Linked DNA regions of Anas platyrhynchos: region 1 is linked to region 2. A link is a contact called in public Hi-C data. All regions are on one chromosome and are shown on one strand. The core of a region is the stretch at or near the end of the contact, and the rest is flanking DNA. Distances in the headings are between cores, read along the strand shown.

The links. A called contact is a pair of places that touch in the nucleus more often than the background predicts.
Region 1: a contact with region 2 is called in a Hi-C map of subcutaneous adipose tissue, with 2.5 times the contacts expected there. The contact joins two enhancer-like sites. A contact is called at or near these places in 6 of 8 Hi-C or Micro-C datasets (F1 follicle, F5 follicle, liver and 2 more).

Annotation. Positions count from the first base shown.
Region 1 is chr2:62,015,920-62,021,282 of IASCAAS_PekinDuck_T2T, forward strand. No RefSeq gene overlaps it. Among named protein-coding and RNA genes, the nearest start is that of ZNF236, 49 kb to the right of the region's middle. Within about 2 kb of position 3,987, at least 2 of the 8 cell types and tissues checked have an H3K27ac peak or open chromatin away from gene starts, as enhancers often do. A contact at or near this core is called in subcutaneous adipose tissue, where this site is marked.
Region 2 is chr2:61,869,474-61,874,713 of IASCAAS_PekinDuck_T2T, forward strand. All of the region lies in intron 2 of ZNF516 (zinc finger protein 516), which reads right to left. Among named protein-coding and RNA genes, the nearest start is that of ZNF516, 72 kb to the right of the region's middle. Within about 2 kb of position 1,373, at least 5 of the 8 cell types and tissues checked have an H3K27ac peak or open chromatin away from gene starts, as enhancers often do. A contact at or near this core is called in subcutaneous adipose tissue, where this site is marked.

The DNA of each region.
Region 1 (5,363 bases), core at 2,737-5,236, 150 kb after region 2:
TTAATAGCTACATTCTTTGTAATGCTGATGAGTGGCAATATAGAAAGATGAAAGTAGGAGGGCATTGTATTATAGTCTTACATATATTATGCCACAAAGAAAATGCGGTTGCTGGGTGGGGATTCTTCGCCCTCCTCCTGCTGAGCTATTCATACAAATTCTCTTCTGTGGATGGCAATCCCCATTCCATCTCTCCTAAATCCCAAGGGGTTTGCCAACTGACTTTCAATTTTCAAGTGGAAATCGCAGGACTGAATGGCGCATTGATGTATTTCCTCCTACACCTCGCTGTTCCTTTAGGAAGTGAGCAGACATTTTTTTCCAAAAGATGTATGCCATCTCCTGGGAACTGAAGAAACTGCAACCCCCTTGTATGGAAAACCCCTGTAAATTATTTTTTCTTCATCTCAGAGGGTATTATACAACGAACAGAATAATGTCTGCATAGCTAGGATCACTCTCCATTTCTAAAATTGTTGAATTGTCCACATTTTACACCAGCAAAATTCAAACCACATTGAAAATGCCGTCTTCTACTTGCTGTACTGCCAAATTTGGATGTATGCCAAATAGCTTGACAAGATTTGTCAATACTTGGTAGTAATTGGTTACAAAATAGTGGCAAAACTTATCACATGCTGCTGTGATGTTTTAACACAAAGGCAGTCCACAGCACTGCTATGATGCATCTATTTTGTCCTACGGGACAAGTGCAAGTCAGAATAAAAACATCAGCGATTTCCCTCATAAAACAGCATATGATTCTTTAGCATACGAGTGAAGATACATTTCTCTTAACTTACAAACAGCAACTTACATGTGTCAAACCACAGTCTCTTCTGCTTGTTACCCTTAGGCTTTTTATTTACTACTAACACACCATTAAGCCTTCCCCTGTCAAGAAGACACAACAGGGAATAAAATGCACAGATACAAATAAATGTATTTTTGCTTTTTTGAATTAATAGTTGTGTAGATGACAAAGATAATCCTTTGTCTTTGATCTGCCCTTAAAACAAGGTAGTTATTTCATGTGGATAAGTCCTTGAAATAATGTCCGTAAGCATGGATTTGTGCATAAAATGGTTTTCTGCATTATGTCAATTAAATATACCTGCTCAAATTGTAAGAATTATTTTGGTTTCATAAAGGTAGAGAACAGTATCTACTTTTAAATAATTAGGGATGGCGCATTGTGCTTATTCAATTTGCTTTGATCTGGCAAACATTATGTTTAATAATTTTAATTATTTTTCATCACTTTCTATTTCTTCCAGAGACCTGAGAGGCTTTGAATAAGAACTGAAATGGTATTTTTTCACACACACACACACAAAAGTGATCTGACAAAACCAGCTGCTAACTGACTTTATATAATGGCATTGAAAAGTAAGTAAACAGTCGTTAAATAAAATTTAGCGTGATGCAACTTGTAAACTGATGTCACTGTTCATCTGAGCGACTACCTGGGACACCAAGTTTCAGTGACAGATGGGGTTTGATAAAACGTATGTGCAAACTGCTGAGAGGCCGCTCTCATTTTGTAATCCACTGGGAGGAGCGTGTAACATCTTCTGATTGATTTAGTACCACACATGCGTCTTCGCATACATGTTGTCTGCTAGCGGAAGCAAACACTCACAAAACCCTCTTTTCAGCTTGAGCATAAAAGATGGGAGAAAGCAGGAATGACCCAGGAACAGAGCTTCCCGCTGGGATGGCTGTGCCAGGCACCCACGCTGACAGGGGCAGGTCTGACAGCACAAGCTTCAGCCGAGATCATCCCTTAATTCCCACAAGCCAAGTCAGGATACTCCGGTCCTCGCTGCCAAACTCCCAGCCTCTTAGGAATTTCCCTTTGTAGTTTGTCTCCATCTCCCACTTCCTGCAGCCTGCCGAGCGGCCCTGGGGCAGGCTGCCATTTTGGCTGCCCTCAGACGCGTGGGGAGGCCAAGGAGAAGGCTGGGGAGAGGCAGGGGGAGGTTGGACACAGGCTGGGTGCATGAAGCAGCCCATTTCTTAGGGAGGAACACCTTCCACCTGTGCAGATATTGCTCCTTTGTTCATGTCTGGCCAATGGATTAATAAAACACATTGCAGAGCTGCAAGTCACAGTAATTGCAGCCCCCACGAAAGTGGCGAGGCCAGGAAGAGCCTCCCCAGAGCCCCATCTAGTGACAGGGACCGAGGTACACCACAACTGAGCTCACACTGCATGACCCCCTGCACGTTTTATGAAAAAAAGAAACTTCCAGCACACTGGCAGTCCTTTGGCACGCTTGCAGTCATGGAGGTGTATGGTACTCACACCACCACCACTGCTCACATTTTCAGGGAGCAAGAGAAAAGGAGGCATTTGTATGAGGAAATTACAAATCTGGGAATGCATCACCTCGATAATTTTAATAGAAAAATCACTCATCAAGTCAAAATACTTGTATCAGCACAAAATACTGTATACCCAGCCTTACACCAAGATTTTTGAGTCACCAGACCTGTGCTTGGCAGACCACAGTTAGGTGCCCAACGAGAAGGTGACTGACTTGCCTAGAAATTGCCAATCTGTCTTCTTGATGGCAGAGGCAACTGTGTTTCTCCCAGTTTTGAAAATCCAATAATTTTAATGTAAGCACCCTAAGTATGGTGTGAGGAATCCGCCTGTAGGAATCACCACGTGCAAAGTCTGGGCTTACACACGGGAGTACCCTGCTGGCTGCCTGCTTATTCTGGCAAGGTGCAGAGAAAATTAATGGAAAGTTAGTACCATCTAAGTGGATTTCTGCAATGTGCTCACTATGTGCAGTAAGCATTTACTTGCCTTTTGAGACCATTAATTTTATATATGTGGAATGGTTAGCTGAGACAAACCACTCTTTTATAAACCATCAGTGCAATGCAGGACACTGCTCCATGGGTTCTTGTTATAACGTCTCCATTGTTTGGGATGTCTCAGAAGTAGAATTTTGGAGGATGGCCAAAACCAGAGGGAGAGTATATTTCTAAAGAGAAATTATTGCTAAGTATACTCAATCTCTGACGTGGACTCTTCTTTCACTCTCTGAAATTACATCTCTCAACAATGTTTATAGTTGGAATCCTAAATCTTTAAAATTTAGATTCTGTGTTCATACGGGTGGTTGATATATCAAATTTAACATGGTGATTAAAGAAAGGCTATTTTATTTTATCCTGTTTTAATTTAGTGCATTTTAACTTCCCATTTGTAATTGCCACTCGGGCAAAGAAAGAAAAACCCTTTTTGAAGCAAACTAACACCCACAGTTAGGATTTGGTTAATCTCTTTTCTCCTGAGTTAGAAGACTCCAGGTTCTCCATGCAGCCACCTGGGACACAACACAGTGTTTAGGGTGGTTTTACTTCAGAAAACTTGTTATGCAAATATCACCACTGGTTCCATCAGTCTGAGACAATTATTTGACTATGGAAATCCAATATAACATGTATTAATTTTTGTTATTGAAATAAACAAAGATAGTCCTAAATATATTAACCAGTGGCAGCATTATTTTATGGTCTATTCTCAGTGGATTTTACTCTAAGCAGGGAGAATATGCAGAGAGAACACTGCATGGCCCTGAGGAGTCACCATCGTTTATGTCACCACATAAATTCTCCTGTACTGTATTCCCGACCAATTGAAACATACAAATATCAAATAACCTTTAAAAATGTTTTAAAGTTGAGAATAAAATCACAGTGACAGCAGTTCTGGATGGAACACTGAAATATTAAAAGGTAGAAAATGAGGAGAAAGCACTGTGACTTTATATTCCACTGGTCCAAGATAGCAAAAATCATCAGAATTTATTAAGACTGAAGCAGTTTTTTTTTTTTTTTGATATTATTTTTCCCCTTCCTGTTTAATCCCACAAGCTGTTGACTGCTGAGTTCAGACTCCCCATGCTGCTGTTGTAAAAAGCAGACGTCATTACAGAAATCTGCCTTTACTGGACAGCAGCAGCGAGGCTTGCCAAATGTTACCCAATGAGGAAGCTTGCATATCAGTATCAGTGGGAAACTGAAGCAGACCCGAAGAAAAGGAGGGGGAGGGAAGGAAAGTTTGAAAGATTACAGGCCATTGAGATAAATACAGAGCGTGGAAACAAAACATGTTTTATTTATTTGTAAGGTCAGTGCCCTCAGCTGGAACAGAGATTTTGGAAGTGTATTAGAGGAAAAGTTTAATCTATCACAAGCACAAGCTAGAGCATGTTTAAATTCTGTTTATGAAGCAATTTAAGTAAATTTGGGCAATGGGAGTTAGGAAATTGTAACCACATTTGTCTAGTAGATTGCAGAATAATAGCAGCCAAACTTTAGGCTTAATCCTTTACGAAAAATATAAAAATAAAAAATACACAAAACCAACAAACCTCTGTATAAAGTGACCTAGACAACACCCAATTCCCTGATCATCTAAAATGCATATATTGACTGTGATGAACAGCGATGTAGTTGAGTTACTTAACTCAAAGCAACTATTTTCATAAGCCTTTAGCTTAAACCCAAAATGCCTGTGAAAGATGGAGCAGTCAGGCTTGTCACAGAGCAATAAAAAAAAAAAAAAAAAAAAAAGGCAGTTTGGCATGATTTCGATTTCTTTCTGAACAGCTTGATTCAGTCAGACAATTCTGTTCATAGTTATAGCTATTTAGTCTTGGAGTAATGCCATTAAATTAAATGGTGTTATGAGTTTTTACATTGCTTAAAGGAAAGGAAAATAAGTGTATTACTTAACTGGAGTTACTCTAGCAGGGCATTTGTCCCAGATAATACACTGATATGCTAGATTATTTGCCTACTCTTGAGATAACAAACACAGGGCATAGTCTCAGAGGCCATAATACAGCAAATATGATATTCTTTTGCCTTTCAACATTTCCATATATGATTTCTCTCTCTTTCTGTATACGTGGGTGGTTGTCCTTAAGGCCACAATACAACATGCATAGTCAAAGCTTAAGAGGGATAGAGAGAAGATGTTATTGTGTTCTTAAAAGGAGAAATGGCACTCCAACCTGATATTTTTGCCCTATTCATTGCAAACTCCATTACCTGCTTCTTTGTGCAAGCACCCATGCATTGTGGTTACATGCTCACACTCAGTTTGGGTGTCAGCTGGTTATCTGTGGGTTATATGTGACACCTCAGTCATATCTCTTGCTAATTTAAGTGTGTAAGTTTTTGCTTAGAATCAATGTGAATAATGCAAATACAGCAAGCAAGGAATGTATGACACAAGCCATGTTGGCAGTAATAAATTGTTTTAAGAGTGCTTTCATATCTCTTGAGGAGATATGAAAAAGGCCTTCTCCATTGTAAATAGAATGTGTCAACTCAAT
Region 2 (5,240 bases), core at 123-2,622:
AACAAAAGGAGATTTTAAAATTTTGATCATCAGCTATTGAAATGAGGCATCCTTAAATAGAAAGACACTTGCCATCTCAGTGGAATACCCTTCTTCAGGTAAAACATCCCACCAAGAACAGGGAAAAGATGCATTGTTTCTTGGGCGAGAGCTGTGGTCTGGTATATTTTTGTAGAAGAAGTACTGTCACCTCTCCTCCTGAGGAGCTTTGGTGTTAATTATTCCCCAGTGTTCAGGTCTTAACAGGAAACTTGATTTTTTTGGAACCTCAGGGGCGCCATCTGCTCTCCCAGCAGCTCACAGCGGGTCAGAGGAGCTCCAGCAGGGTTAACCAGTATATTGGGGAGGGATGAGGCAAACAGGGGTAACCAAACCACCTCCCAGCCCCAATGCCTGAGAGGGGTATCAGCTGTGGGCTTTGTTGTTACACACATAAAACTCCACCAAAAAAAAAAAAAAAAAAAAAAAAAAGGATTAAGTTATCAAAAAAGAGCTCCTCAGATCACCCACATCACTTTACCTACCATTTATTCATATCCTCCTGTCATCAAAGACCAGACACTCCCTATCCCAACCCCTTGGCTCCTTAGAACTGCTTCCAGATCAACAGAAATAAAACTCGCCCGAAGAATAGTGGGCTTAAGAAATACATCTGGTTCATTCAGATTCTCAAACAGCAGAAAACCATACTGAGAAACAGATGTTTGATCGGCCAGGTATTTCCAAAAAGAGAGAGGTAAACAATTGCATGCCTTCCCCCTCCTCCCTCTCTTCCCCCCCCTCCCCAACATCACACTAAGAAATACTACCATGATTACTGTAGCAAATATATAGTTTAGACTGATGTCAGAAAAATGAAGTGTTTGGTAAATCCTCCTCAGGTCATTTACTAAAATATATTTAATGCATGAGTTAGTTCAGCTGCTATGCACAAGGTTCAGGTGGTAACTGTACTTTTGTGGCACAGACGTCGCATCAAACTGACTTCAGATTTCCTTTCCTTAGTCAAAAGAGGAAAACAGCGGCTCACGCAGTCACAAGAGAGGTGGTGTGGTTAATGGCATTACCTACCCACACCAAATAAGACACACAGTTAAATCACCACAACTCTGGTGGACTTCCCCGTGGCGCACTCCCTCTGCATGAAGTTAAAATGTTGTGCTACACAAATAAAGATAAACGCAGCACCTCACATTTAAAAAAAAGAAGAAAATAAAATACTACGGTAGCTGATAAGTATCGGAAAGTACAGCTAAAGGAGACTTTCATATTCAAAGGAAAAAGGAAAAATAAAAAGTAGCGTTGTCAGTGCCATTCCGGGGCCCGGCCCCCGCCAGGTGGCGCCGCCGCCCAGCGGATGAGCCCCGCCGCCGCCTCGGCGCGGCCTAGCGCTGAGGCCTTCACAGTAACGTGTGTTGGGCCTCGGCCTCCTGCTCCAAAACAGTACCAAGCAGCACCAAAAGTAGCCCAAACAAAACAAAACACGGGGGACAGCACTCCCACAACATGTCCACCGCCCCCTCCTCACTGCTAAGTGGAGATCTGCCCCCCAAAACACAGCTCGGTGACCCCTGGCACCACGAATGCCCATGATCGTTGTTGGGTCCTCTGCCCAGAAAACAACTCAAAGCAAGCATAAAAAGGACCAAAACAAGCATAAAGAGGGATTTATCCTGCAGAAGTATCCCCCAGGGACAGTACTGCCCCACAAGGTGCAGCTCTCAGCAAGGTTCCTCCCCAGCACACCTTCTGCTTGGGACAATACCTCCATGCAGAGGTTGAGCTACATGGACAGAGGTGTTTGGACTAAGGATATGTGTGTTACCCAGCACCTGCAGACATGTGATATGGAAGTTCCTCACTTTCCCAAAAGGGGGAGAGAGAAGCTGGACCAAGAACATGCAGCCAACAGCTCTGAGAGCTTCCCATGACACTTTCCACCAACCAACAACTTGGGAAAATCATCCTCACTCTACCCTGAGGAAGTCTCTAAACAGAGCTTCCCTGCTGTTCATTGACAATACATATCTTTATATCTCTGCATCATGGGACTCAAGTCATTTAACAATAAAGTGTGTGGCACTGTGGGATGGAGGTTGTGCATCTCCATACTTCAAACCAGGAGAAGATGGTACTTCTGTATGGCTACAGAAGACAGTGGCATTCTGACATGTTCAACAATGATAAGCAAAACTAATTCTGGTTGAACATGAACGCGACCACCACAAGCACAAGGAGTATAAAAACCTTCTTGTAGATGAAGACGTATCTGGTCGAATGATTTGGGATGTGATTAAAGAAACAGTAAGGACAGGAAATACAGAGCCTTGATGGTTTTTCTTACATAATATGCTATATTATACTATCCCCCCTTTCCTCTCCCTTTTTTAGAAAATAAACTACAACTCCCTTGAAATAAATAGCCCTGATAGACTAATACAGATTACTTTAATAAGAAACAACATATTTGGGAAAAAAAACAAACAAACAAACAAAAAAACACAGATACAAAGGTTTTGACTTTTGTCCATTGCTTCTGCTACGTAGAAGGATCTCAGTCAAAACAGGCTGAAGTTTGTGTAGTCAGCAGCAGAATGAGGTAATGCCAATCTGTATCTTTCTTTTCAGAGAGTCAGTCTTGATGTATGGTAATCAGCCCACATGCATCTCTGCATGAAAGTATCGCCTGAACTTTTCTATCAGACACTCAAGAAAATATAAAAGTGTGGAGGAAGAAAATATAAAGACCTCACAAGTGTAAAATTTTTGCCTGCAGAGTGCTAATTGAGAGAGCATTCTTACAGAATAAAAAGGTAAAGTGCTGCAAGAGGGGGAGAAGCTTTACTTAAAAACAATTAACAGGAAGGTAAAACAACGAGCAGTAACACATACAACAAAACATATTTGAAGATAGAATCCAGTATTTGCCACAAGGTCATTTCTGACTGCTTTTTTATAGTTAGATGAAAACAAACTAAGATGCAGCAACAACACATTATTAAATTTAAAATATTTCCAGAGGGCATGTAAAATTCCTTCAAATTTTGCCAAATCTAACAACGAAAAAATTATGCTTTTATGTTTGGTATTCAACTTCAAGCCTAAAACAAAGACCAGGAATAGGAAAAATAGAGCCAACTCTTTATTCTCAGCAGAAATAAATAAATAAGTAGATAGGTAGAGGATTTAGGGAGAACAGTCTCTGATTCAAAGGCCTAGGTTTGTTAAGGCTATTAAGGATTTGGGGTAGTGTTTGTTTGTTTGTTTGTTTATATATATATATATATATATAAATTGTTTTAGCATTAAAGCATACTTCATATGCTTTAATTAATAAGGCATAGCTTTCAGACAAGTGAGTATCTATCATTATATTCTGAAAACTTGGAAATGATACCTGTCGCTAGGCACCCAAGTGCACTTGGTACTTTGATTGGCATCTATTTTCCATTTTAGCTTATTGAGGAATGAGAGCAAAACAAGCACTCTTCCTTAATGCTGCACTTTGCCATCTGAGTATTCAGGAACTCAGAGGAACAGTCACAAATACTAAACATGCCGTTTAAGGATGTTTCATGAAAGTTTAACAAAAAGAGATGCTTCTGAACTGGGTTCTCAAAAAACAAACAAACAAAAAACTTTAAACGTGTAGGTTTAATTTATATAATAATTCTTTCATTATTTCAGAATGAATGTTTCCCTCAAAAAAAAAAAATCAGAATATAAATGAGCACTGAGCTCACAAGGGACTTTCCAAGGCTGTCTTACATATTTGTTGATGAAATACTGACTTTCCCAAGGTCAATGTCTACAATTAACACACACACACTTTTTGTTTGTGTGTGTGTGAGAGAGAGAGTCTTTAAAGCTTTCTTTTGTCTACTCTTAAAGAACTGTTAAAGATTCTACACTAAGAGGTAACTCTTTCCACCTCGTTTGGAGTTTGCAAGCAGGATTCCCCAGGAGGAGGGGATCATTAGCACAGGCTCTGTATTTAATTGGATGATATTTCAGACGTAAGTGTGAAATCCACCCTCCACAGCAGCCATGCAGAATTCAGCACAAGTGCCTTCTGCATACTATGAAGCTGAGTCAACCTTTGAATCTCTTTTGAGCTCTCATGAAAGAGCTTTACTCTAATGATTTCCTCCCTTGTCCTTCCTGTTCGAATTTTCCTATCTATCTTTCTGTATTATCCAGCCTGTGGAAAAGCTAGTCGCAGCTTGTTTTGCCTTAGTCAAAACCATAAAGGTGCCTTTTGGAGCTTTTCCCTCTACATCCTTCCACCACCTTGAGAATACATCCTTCTTGCTACTCAGCAATAATCTTTCTCCCTAATTTTGTTGTGCTTCACTCTCTGCTCCATAAGAAAAACGTATCACAGAGAATGGATGGTTTTGCAGTTAAAGTCATCCAAAGACATTCCAAGTTACAATTTTCAGTTTTACCACATGCTTTTTTTTTTACCATAAATGACCACGAGATAGTTCTTCAGTCCCTCTGAGATTAAAGTCATCTGTCCTCTAGAATAGAAGTACTGTTATTCAGAAGTAAGAGCATCTCTTAACTCCAGATAAATTAGATTTGTCCTCTGACTGACTGAACTCTCCACGTAGTCTCTCGCATAAGTTCAGTTGTGGTTCCTTGCCCATCTGCCCCGGTCAGAACAGGAAACTTAAGTTGGTGCACTGCCAGTTTTCAAAGATGTAATGCAGTGAGAACAGCCATACTAATTGTAACTTCTCAGCAAAGCCAGTCTTCATTTACTACAACTGGGTATTTAGATCAGAGCCTGTAGACTGGTTATTTCTTCTTTTCACTCAAGTTAACTCTAGCAGTGAAGCTCTAGGTAAGTACCAAGGACAAAACAGTCCCAGTCATTATGAAAAAGAAGTTTAAAATAAACAGCACTTTACATGCCCATCACCTTTCTGCCCCACCCCCACCCCCACCATCTCTCCACACCACTTTTATTTTTTTTCCCAACTTCTTTATTTTTTCAATGATTTGTATTTGTGCTTATGGTAAGTAGAAAAACTTCCTTTAGGCAATAACTCTTTCCTAAAAAAATTCAATCTCCCTCCACCTAAACATAAAATTCAGACTTCAATTAAACTACCAGGAATTTCACATAACTGGATTTTACTGGTACTTGCACTGTGCTAGATACCTTCTTGTTGTTTAGTGTTGGACATCAAAGTGAAGTAAAGTTTTATCCTGGAAATCTTCTCAACAGAAAC